2 separate regions of the Zea mays genome follow, and region 2 is linked to region 1. Evidence: chromatin contacts called from public Hi-C data. All regions are on one chromosome and are shown on one strand. The core of a region is the stretch at or near the end of the contact, and the rest is flanking DNA. Distances in the headings are between cores, read along the strand shown.

Region 1 (5,919 bases), core at 1,879-4,378:
GTATTGATATAAAACTTGAATTATATATGATAGTACTTGTTTACGGTGTTGGTTGATTTTATCATGTGTTTTTTGGACCCCTCAATTTTTATCCTGCGTCCACCACTGGCTTCTCACATGGATGAACTTCTCTGAAAAAGCTAAAGTCGTTTTGTAAAACTCTCGGTAAAAACAGTTTCAATGACGGTGTTATAAAATCTACTACTATAATAAAGCATGAAAATCGTCGTGCGTCAGCCCAACCTCATATCTCGCCTGCTCCTCGGCGCTCGTGCACGGCGCACCAAGACCCAATTTAAACGGATTAAAGGTAAAAATGGGCGTGTACCACCGGAATAAACAGTTGCGTTGTAAAGAGGCGAAATTTTAAATATGCATACACTAATATTTAAAAAATTAAATTTTTAATCATGTTTGTATAAATATATCATTTAATCAATGTCTATCTATATGAAGTATATAGAAATCGTAGCAATATACAAATAAGTGACTAATGTATATTAAATTTGTCAGGAGAAGCCAGTAAAAGTCACATGTGAACCTTATAACACCCGTTTTTCAGACAAATCTTCGGTAAGGCTTCTTGCACAAAGTTGTGGAACTACCTCAAGGCCTTAGTTAGAACAACTCTACTAGCTCTAGATACATTAGATTTATATTTAGATATATTTTTTTAACCAAACACCTCAAATTCCATCAGCTTCACTAGTGTATCCGATCCACCAACTCTATAAATCTGGCTCTAGATTCATGAAATTTATGGAGCAACTCAAGGGGTGCTAGACCAAATCAAAGTTTGATGGAGTTGAAAAAATACACATTGTAACATTGTCACACTGATCACAAAAAAAATGGTTCGACCTTTCTTCCTCCGTCTCCCATTCAATAGGGTTGGTTTAGTGACTAGAGAATTAAAGAGAATTCAAGAAGGAAAAAATCTTTTGCTATTCAAAATTGAATAGCAAGAAATTTTCATCTATAAATTACCTTTAATTTCACTGTCACCAACTAGCCCTTAGGCTGTCGCGCTCGCCCTGGCGGACGAGTCCCACGTCCGCGTGGTCGCACCGGTTGCACCTAGGCTGGTCGGTCCCTTGGTCGTTGGAGGAATGAGAAAAGCACGAGAGGAAGGAGAAAAGAGAAGATGAAACCCTGACGTGTTAGACATAGATGAAAGTGAGATAGGTATAAAAGTGGACTTAGACCGTACCCTATATGATCATCCAAAATAATATTTTATATTGTAAACTGAACCGTTCGTATAGATTAGTTTGAATATAAATATGATGATGTGTAAGATGCTGAAGATAGCTTTAGAGCCTGTTTGGTTTGAGGGACTAAAGATATGTCCCTCTTTTTTAGTTTTATTTAGTCTCTAAATTGACAAACAATGAGACTAAAACATGAACTAAACTGCTTTAATCTCTAGTCTCTTAAAGAGTAACTAAAAGGATTATCATTTATTTCAGTCGTGCTAAAGGGTGACTAAAATGGAAAAATTATATTAATTCTATCTTTTGCTTCTCATTTATTTCAGTTGTGCTAACGGCAAAAAATGATAAGGGGTATTTTAGTCTTATATAAGTCATTTATTTCAGTTGTGTTAATGACCGAAGAATGATAAGGGGTAATTTAATTTTATAATTGTAAGTCATTTATTTCACGAACACGGGTTTAATTCTTGTTTTTGCCATCATTTATTTTAGTTGTGCTAATGGAAGGAGAATGATAAGGGTGACTAAAATGGGCTAAATCATATTAATTCTACTTTTTGCTCTATCATTTATTTATTTATTTCAGTTGTGCTAATGGCTGAACCGTAGAGTTGTTCCATGATGTGAATTCTAGGTCTAGATTCACTTTTCTAGATCATAGAGTATTAGAGCTATCACAAACAGACTAAAAAAAAGTGTATAACCCTTGATGGACAAAATTTAGGGTAGTGCCTTTTCATCATATAACCTTTTGTATAACCTTTTGTCCTTTTCTATGTGAGTACACATAACTTTTGCTAACATACTTCAACGTAACCTTTTCAATATAACTTTTGCGCGGTCTTTTCAGAAATGGTAACTTTTGAATACGCAGTGTTTCTAGCACGATTTTATAACAACTTATACATGCAAGTTTTGTTGTTAAACGTTTTTGAAAATCAGCCATGAGTTGTTGAGAAAATCAGCCGACCTGCCTGTTGCTCAAGTCACAGTCCAACGCTATCGCCATGAGTTGAGACTGGAAGGACCAAATATCCGGTATCAATAAAACCCGTACAGTCTAAACGTAAACAGACTAAACGGTTATAATGTTTTGCTATTTATTAGGCCATGTTTAATTAGTCAGTTAATAAATTATTAACTAAGTTAAGTAAAATAATAAACTAATCGTTAGTTACGAGTTAGTTAACAATTAGCTATGTCTCTGAACTCTGATTAGAGATATAGTACAATAGATACAGGGATGGCAACGGGGATTTCCCCGTCGGGGAATGGCTCTCCATCCCTGTCCCCGCGGGGAGGAAAATTCTCTGTCCCTGTCCCCACGAGCTTACGGGAAAGCTTTTTTCTCCCATCCCCGTCCCCGTCGGGGAATTTATCCCCGTGAGGAACCCCGCGGGGAATCTGCCCCCACTAAAAGTACAATATTTAAAGATAAATTTAAATTAATTGTATCAAATTAATATAAATTTAACAAACAAGATTGAAAATTATAAGAGACATCTACTTTAGAGTTTAGTTTGCTATTTTATAACATGTCATACATTGAGTTTTTACTGTAATTCTAACAAATAAATTGACTAACTTGAATAAAAAAGTTTCATGGGGTGGGTACACGGGGAACGGGGATGGGGGATGGTTTCTCGTCCCCGCGAACCCGACGGGGATTAAATTTCCCCCATTTAGATCCCGCGGGGACTAAATTAGTTCCATACCCGTCCCCTAATAGTGGAATTCCTCGCGGGGAATCGGGGATCGGTCCCTATTGCCATCTCTAAACAGATATAGTAAAACTGTGTGACCTTTATGCGGCCTGTATATGGGCTAAATAAAACAGTGTATCAGACGCGTTAGCCCATTGCTCTTTGTCTACTCTATATATATGCGTCTCCTTGAGCAAATCACAACACCCCACGCCTTGTCTCTGAACTCTGATCAGAGATCAAAGAGGTAGCCGTTAAGTTAACGATGGCTTCCGCCGACCTCGCAGAGGCCATGGAGCCCGGGAAGAAGAGCAACGTCAAGTATGCTTCCGTCTGTGCCATCATGGCCTCCATGGCCTGCGTCATCCTTGGCTACGGTAGCCATTCTTCCGTTGTCGAAACATCTCCTTTCATTTCTCTTTCCAAGAATTCGTATGTGACTCTGTGTACTGTTCACCAACTCTGTAGACATTGGTGTGATGAGTGGAGCGGCGATTTACATCAAGAAGGACCTGAAGATCACGGACGTGCAGCTGGAGATCCTGATAGGCATCATCAGTCTCTACTCGCTCATCGGATCCTTCGCTGGCGCGCGGACGTCCGACAGGATCGGCCGCCGCTTGACCGTCGTCTTCGCCGCGGTCATCTTTTTCGTGGGCGCGTTGCTCATGGGCTTCTCCGTCAACTACGGCATGCTCATGGTGGGCCGCTTCGTGGCCGGAGTTGGCGTGGGCTACGGGGGCATGATCGCGCCCGTGTACACCGCCGAGATCTCGCCGGCGGCGTCCCGCGGCTTCCTCACGTCCTTCCCTGAAGTCTTCATCAACCTCGGCATCCTGCTCGGCTACCTGTCGAACTACGCATTTGCGGGCCTCCCGCTCCACCTCGGCTGGCGTGTTATGCTCGGCATCGGCGCGGCGCCGTCCGCCCTGCTCGCGCTCCTGGTTTTCTGCATGCCCGAGTCGCCTCGGTGGCTTGTCATGAAGGGCCGCCTCGCGGACGCCAGGGCGGTGCTAGAGAAGACCTCCGCCTCGCCAGAGGAGGCCGCAGAGCGGCTGGCTGACATCAAGGTTGCCGCGGGGATTCCGAAGGACCTCGACGGAGACGTGGTCACCGTACCCAAGGAGCGAAACAGCGGTGAGATGCAGGTGTGGAAGGACCTCATCTTGTCCCCGACCCCGGCGATCCGACGCATATTGCTATCGGCCGTCGGCCTGCACTTCTTCCAGCAGGCTTCTGGCTGCGATTCTGTCGTGCTGTACAGCCCTAGCGTGTTCAGGAGCGCGGGAATCACCGGCGACAACAAGCTCCTGGGCGTCACCTGCGCCGTGGGCGTCACCAAGACGCTCTTCATCCTGGTGGCCACGTTCCTGTTGGACCGCGTGGGGCGTCGGCCTCTGCTACTGACCAGCACGGGTGGAATGGTCATCTCGCTCATCAGCCTCGGGACGGCGCTCACCGTCGTGGGGCATCACCCGGACGCCAAGATCCCGTCGGTCGTCGCTCTGTGCATCGCGTCCACCCTGGCCTTCGTCGCCTTCTTCTCTATCGGCCTCGGGCCCATCACGGGAGTGTACAACTCGGAGATATTCCCACTGCAGCTGCGCGCGCTGGGCTTTGCGGTCGGCGTGGCGTGCAACCGCGTAACCAGCGCCGTTATCTCCATGACCTTCCTGTCCCTCTCCAAGGCTATTACCATCGGCGGCAGCTTCTTTCTCTACTCCGGCATCGCCGCGGTCGGGTGGGTTTTTTTCTTCACGTGCCTTCCGGAGACCCGTGGTCGTACGCTGGAGGAGATGGGCAAGCTGTTCGGCATGCCAGACACGGACATGGCTGAAGCAGACGACACCGCAGCCAAGGAGAAGGTGGTGGAAATGTCCACCAAGTAGGCAAGTAGATGGAACGAAAATACAATATTCGGCGGTGCTCGGGCAGATAGGCAATGATTGGTGCAGCGTCGCTTACAAGAGCAGAGCTCAACCCAACACAAACAAAATAAGGAAAAAAAAACTGAAGCAGCGTGGCAAGATTGGCCTCTGAGAATCAGAGATGTCGTGGTGCACTAGTGCTGCAGGACAGAGACGGCGTGGTCCAGCAAGAGACTTCCGCGAGACAGGCTGCCAAGTGACAGCTATGAGTCATTGTTGTCAGAGTCGCGTGTGCTTTGTCATGATCGATGATGTTTTCGTCCTTATTTTACAAGAAAATTCCCTCTCAACGAATGTAACCAACAAACCATTCTATGTTTTTTTGACCCGTCTTGTTTCTTTCTTTGTTTTTGATATAGTTCATTGCAGGAAAAAAAATCCTCTTAATACCAACTCTTACAACAAAGAGAACTAGCACTAAATTGAGAGGTTTGAAAACAATTTCATATCGAGAAACCTTTTTTGTTTTAACAAGCATCATAGACAACTCAATTAGGCCTCCTCAAATTTGTAAAGTTTTCATCGTTCCTCACATCATTAAGTTCAATTGAGAAGGAAGCTAACTCATCCCTTCAAATTCATAATCATGAGGATACAACCCAATGAGCTTCACCGAGTTCTCAATATTGAAAGCAAAAAAATGGACTGATACCATATGCAGTAGCAAAGGCACCAAAGTACCAAGAGTACCAAAAAAGGATAGCTAGAGGAGTAGGGAGCGAGTCCTGATACCATAGAGTATGTCTAGATATCATGACATCACAACCTAAAACGTACGGATTTCTATAGAAGTTCAGGCTGCAGTGTTCATAATACAATATATCCCCTTGCTAATCATATATTGATGTATATAGATGGTTTACGAAGCAAAGGACCCAACACTAGGGATCACTAAGACCCAATTAATGAAGTGGGTGGATTGGTGAAAGGAAAATGAGCTTTAAATCATTTCTATATCGGTTTTGGCGTTTAATGACCATCACAATATTATGGACTAACTAATTTGATAGGTGAATGGCCGCAAGTTCATAACAATAAAAATGGAAGATTCAATATGAACAATAGCTCAAAACT
Region 2 (5,919 bases), core at 1,107-3,606, 53 kb after region 1:
GTCTAAGTGACCGTTTGAGAGAGGGAAAGGGTTGAAAGAGACCCGGTCTTTGTGACCACCTCAACAGGGAGTAGGTTTGCAAGAACCGAACCTCTGTAAAACAAATCACCGTGTCATCCGCTCTTATTCGCTTGTGATTTGTTTTCGCCCTCTCTTTCGGACTCGTTTATATTCCTAACGCTAACCCCGACTTGTAGTTGTGCTTAAACTTTATAAATTTCAGATTTGCCTATTCACCCCCCTCTAGGCGACTTTCACATAGCCTTGTACAACGGTATGTCCTCTATCGTATAGTCTTATAATGTGGAATAGGTGTGTGTGTGAATGAAATCATACATGTCCTCCAACTCAACTGCCATTGATCACTGACACAAACTCTGAGCTGCCTCTAGCTCTGACCATTTGTGACAGCATTGTCATCGCCATCAACATTGAGAGCAACAACGTCGGCTTCCTAAGGTGGCGCTGCGCGTCTGCTACGACGGCTAGGGCACACTCTGACCAACGATGTCGTCGTGGAGCCAACAGCCACGTCTTGCCTTGCTTCGTCTGGCGGTCACCACAACATCGTGATGGCGTGTGGCGTCAGTAGCCTTTTACTCAATGGTGCAGAGATTGGTCGTGGCATCGTGCTATATAGCGGCGGCAATGTCGGCCATGACGATAGTGCGATGAGTGATACCATGAACTTGGATTTCTTTATCAAGCTATACATTGCTCCTATCCAAAAACAAATGATCTTGTATATATATGGGGTGTTTGGTTTGGGAAATGAGCTAGTCTATCATCTTCTCACTCCTCATATTTTTTATTTGGTTTTTGGAATGGATAAATTGATCCATCACCACCCTATTTCTCATAGTTAGTTAGTACTAATATAAGAAATAAAGTCATTCCACCAAATTTAAGGAATAGACACATCATACACCATATCATTTTGGATGGATTGATTACTCAAACCAAACACCCAATAGTGTATAGTATTTCATGTACGACTGAGTAACACATTATTTGACCCGTCATCGACTCATCATGCGTGCGAGGACGCCCAAACTGCCAGCCTGCCATGCTGATGAGTGATGACTGATGAGCATGCGCTGAACCTACAATCTCGGGAGCAGGAAGCCAGGATGGGTGCACATGTACTATAGTGCAGCGCAGGCGGCTTCTGTTGTACCGCATCCGCGTCGGACGGCGCCCTCTGCTGCGATTAGAAATGGCCAAACGGGCCGCTCGGCCCGGGTCTCAGAGCCGTTCCTGACTTTTAGGGGTCGGATGCGAAATCCGAAATGGAGGCCCCATCCACACATAATATATATAATATTCAATATTTATAAGATAACAAATATAAAATATAGCAAAAACACATACTTGTTATCTGATGTCATTAAAAATATCTCCTAACATTTTGTGATACAAATCATCGCTTATACCATTAAGATCAATCTCATCCAACAACTTCTTTTAGATACATATAATCGCCAAACCATTTAACCTCTCTTAAGTCATTGTTGACCTTAAATAGTTCAAAAAATATTTCAATTTTAAAAATCATCTCTCCGTCGATGCAACCATCATGTGTATAGTAAATAATACTCTCTCTGTATCAAAATAGAATTTATTTTGCTTCTCTAGTTGATTCCTCATCATCTAATTGAATATAGATATAAAAATCAAGAGTTCAAACAAATACTATTTTGGAACGAAATGAATATTAGATAAGTAATTGAGACATTAGTTTAACAATCTAAACGAAACTGATCGATAGTGCATCGCTCTTGCGTATTTATGTCTAGGGTAGATATACTTAGCGGGAAAAAAGTGTTAACGTCAAGTGGCCCGAGGGCCCCTCTGTTTTTGGGGGCCCGGTGCGGCCGCACCCGCCGCACCCCCTCAGGGCTGTCCGTGCCGGGCCCGGTGAAGCTCGGCCCGTTTTGGGCCCGGCCCGCCAGACACGGTTAGAAAACCGAGCCAGGCCGTCTAAGCACGCGGGCTCAATTTCCTGTCCGAGCCCGGTCCGTTTAGCACGAAAAAAGTGGGCCGAAAAGCAGGCTATGCGGGCTGGTAAGAACATTTTAGTGTAAAAAAGCGGGTTTAACGGGCTTAGAGGTAAACGGGCCGTGCCGGGCTAGTCCACCGTGCCTAGTTTCCAGTCCGAGCCTGGCCCGCTTATTCGTGTCGGGCCAGCCCGGGCACGCATAAAACTGGGTCATGCCAGGTTCGGACCGGACCTAAACAACGGGTTTCATGCCGGGCTTGCAAGCCTTGTACTTATTGGCAATCTATAGCTGCGATGTGCAGCGCAGGCGACATGGTGGGCTCGCTCATCGGCCTCAGAACGGGCCTCGCCGTCGTGGGCCGTAGCTTTGTGCATTGCATCCACCTAGGCCTACGTCGCATTCTTCTCTATCGGACTTGGCCCAATTACGAGCGTGTACACCTCAGAGATACAGGGTATGGTTCGCTGACTAATTTATCACACTTTAGCTAACTTTTCTGTCTAAAATTAGTTTTTCAATTCGAATGATTATGACACAGCCCATATTCCCTATTCCCGCGGCAGGTGCGCGCGCTGGGATTCGCGGTCGGCGTGGCGTGCAACCACCGGCGTCATCTCCACCTGTCTCTGTCAAGGGGTGGGTGTTCTTCTTCACCTGGGACCTCCCTGAGAGAGACTAGGGGCCGAACGCTGGAGGAGATGGGAAAGCGATGGCGGAAGGAGAAGGCACTACCAGCGAGAGGGAGCAGGTAGTCCAAAAGGACAAATCAGATGGAATGGAAATCAAGAAACAATTGCCACTGTGTCATAGTCAAAACCGAAGCAACCTGATCTATACCTGGTTGATTTCGAGGTGGCCATGACAATTCACAAGGTGCTAGCCAAGACTGCCGCACGAATCCTATAGCTAGGAGCTATAAACACGCGGCTAGTTTTCTATTAGTACCTGCAAGGCTGGGAGAAAAACTGTACGAAGAAGTCCTGTACAATTACTTTTTTACAGGATCATACGGATACATGCCAGGTATCCTTGTCCAGTCGGTTGCTGGCTCGCTCGATCGCTTGGTCAGTGAGCTTTCGGCTCTCCGCTAGCTGCCGCTGCTGATGCTAATATATCTCACCGAAGCTAGCTAGCTGTCGATCACCAGGTGCCATCAGTTTGCATTGCAATGCTCAACGCGTGACCATACATGACACTGTCACCACCATCTTCTTTCGCCATTCATGCATCCACCTCCCGCCGTAAAGCTGAAAATGAGGAACAAAAGGCTCTTCTTATTTTCTTAGTCCAAAACTACCTCACGCGTGTAGCAGCCGACTGGTCACCACACTATCGATGCCACGTAGGCCAAACGCTAGATCACGAACCGCTATAGATCTAATAAGCGACGCACTTGAATAATATTAGAGTGTTCAAAATGCTTTTTAAGAGTCTGTTGATTTAAATGACATATTTGGACAATATTAAGATGCTAGAAATGCATTTTAAAAGCTTGACGCTTCGTAACTCTGTATTCAAAGCCCAGTCATATGCAGCCTACTTAAGGCCTGGTAGCTGAAGAAGGCCGGCGCGCCTTCGGCTCTTCGCCGCGCGGCCCGCACGGAGTATCGTCGCTTGCTCGCGCTGGTCATCAGTTCGGCTTCAGGATTTGTCGCGTCCTGCGTCGTGGCGCACTGGGCCGTCGGCCCTATTCCGCCCTCCAGTCGGCAAGCACCCGCACCCGTGGGTCATGGTGCATCAAATCATGAACTATTATTCTTCTCACTTATCAGGGCTTTAGAAGATAAAAATAAAAGCGTTACGACGGATCACCAGATCCGCACTCTTTCCTCCCGTCAGCAGATTAGGCGCGAAAAGTCGTGAAAGACCCATATCTCTTCCCAGAAGCACGACAGAGGAAACACACGAGACACGATGTAAGGTTAGGCCTTTGGCCACTTTCTCTTCTATGTATTATGAGGGGGTGTACTGGTTCCTTATATAGAGATGTGAGACCCCTCAGGGGCAAATCAGATATTTGCCCACATAACCCTAACTAGGTTACTTAACAAAAACATCCGGGATTATATAATCCAGCTTATGGATTATATAAGCATCTATTGACCTGCTAATGGATTATTATAATCTAGGTATTGAGATTACATAATCCATCCAATAATTTGTGTTGTTTGTTTATCTCTCAACTTATTTAAGCTAGATTATATAATCTAGAGAGTAAACAAACATGACCTAACCTAATATCCATCCTGTGGGGGATAGATATCCCCCGGGTCCACTAAAAGAGTAAAAGACCTCACCAAAGGCCCAGGGGCCCAATAAATCATAAGGTCATTCTTTCGTGGGCCTGGGGAGGAACAATCAGCAAAGCAGTTTGACACAGGGCCGGATTGGTGCGAACCCGGACGGCCCACAACGTCGAGCGAGCGACCACAACAAAGATCCGACTTTCCCGCGCTGGAGCCCCCATGCAACGGAGCCATGCGAGGATAGGTCGGCAGAACTACAGGGAGATAAACTCAAACAGTTCACTATCTTGTAGCTACACATAGTTATCATATCCACATGTATTGCCCCACGGTCGAGTATATAAGGCCTAGGGGGCACCCCTTCAGATCGATCGACCCTATTACTTAGTCACCCGCGTCAACTCTCGGCACTCAGAGAACTCTCTTGTAACCTTGTCCACCAAGCATACTCACCAGGACGTAGGGTGTTACGCATCTCTAAGCGGCCCGAACCTGTAAACCTTGTCCTCTGTCCCTCGTGCAATCGGCACGAACCATTTTGCTACAGTTGTCGACACCGTCCTACTCCTAAAAACACCTTGAGGGGCAACCCCGGGTGTGCGGTCGGACCCAAAACACCGACAGCTGGCGCGCCAGGTAGGGGGTGTGTCGACGATCCAAGCTAGCTCAATGGCCGTCACCTTCTACAACAAGATCACCCTGCGTCCCGGATCCGTATTCTGCTTCGGAACAATTTCATCTGTAGCGGATGAAGAGGGAATTCTACACCGTATCGCGGAACCGCCGGAAAAGAAGTCTCCTCCAACGAACTCCGAAAATGCTGGAGAAGCGCAACCTCCAGCTCTCCGGAAAAAGATCGTCTCCGGAAAGTCGGGGGCCGAGGGCCCGCTGACCCGGAGAACTCCACTGTCTACTTCCCCGACAAAAGAATGGACACAGATCGCGAGGAAGAAAGAGACCAAGGGGAAGCGAGTTATTCTTTCCGTTCCTCCGCCCTCAAAGGAGAACGGAAAGAAGATCGCCACGACAGCAGCACCATTCTATCCCGACGTCCTCTTCATCGGGAGGGTGGAGTCACCTATCGTCTCCGACGACGAGCCGACTGCACCCGGAAAAGAACCGCCTCAACGAGAATCCCGCCGACGGAGGAACCGGCGCAGGAACGTTCGACGACATCACGCGGCCGGAGAACGGGATCCGGAGCAACCTGTCTCATGAGACGAGGTCTCGGAGATAGGAGAAACTCCAGAAGAGTGCGTCTTCAGAGAACGAAGGAATTCCCGACGACGTGATCGCCGCCGGGCTCAGGAACAAGCCGAGCAGGATGCAAGGCAACGTCGGGAGAATCCATTCTTCGGGCGCAACCTGAACCCTGACTTTGCCCGAGCCATGAACACGTCGAGCGAAGTCGGAGGAGTATTGGCTCGGATAGCTGATGGACTCCCTCGGACTCTCGACGCCGAGGGCTACCGACGACTGTTCACCCAGGCAGCCAACCATCTTCTACCGCTTGCTCACCCGCCGAACGATCTACGACATGCCATCAACAGCCACCGAGACGCGCGAAGCTCCATTAATGCTTCGCGCGAACGACGGCATGAGAATGAGATCCGCCGCCGGGAGGAATACGACAGGGATCATGGTATCCCAGCTCAGAGCCAGGCCACCAGAAC

What was found. A called contact is a pair of places that touch in the nucleus more often than the background predicts.
Region 2: a contact with region 1 is called in a Hi-C map of ear, with 2.7 times the contacts expected there. The contact joins the enhancer-like site here to the promoter of LOC100381931 in region 1. A contact is called at or near these places in 6 of 25 Hi-C or Micro-C datasets (bundle sheath, ear, leaf and 2 more).

The regions. Positions count from the first base shown.
Region 1 is chr7:169,967,789-169,973,707 of Zm-B73-REFERENCE-NAM-5.0, forward strand. It overlaps LOC100381931 (Putative polyol transporter 1), which reads left to right and starts at 3,129. Exons shown (of 2, transcript NM_001174706.1): 1 at 3,129-3,294; 2 at 3,386-5,173. The coding sequence starts at 3,183. The coding sequence ends at 4,806.
Region 2 is chr7:170,021,760-170,027,678 of Zm-B73-REFERENCE-NAM-5.0, forward strand. No RefSeq gene overlaps it. Among protein-coding and RNA genes, the nearest start is that of LOC100381931, 54 kb to the left of the region's middle. Within about 2 kb of position 2,357, at least 18 of the 20 cell types and tissues checked have an H3K27ac peak or open chromatin away from gene starts, as enhancers often do. A contact at or near this core is called in bundle sheath, ear, leaf and 2 more, where this site is marked.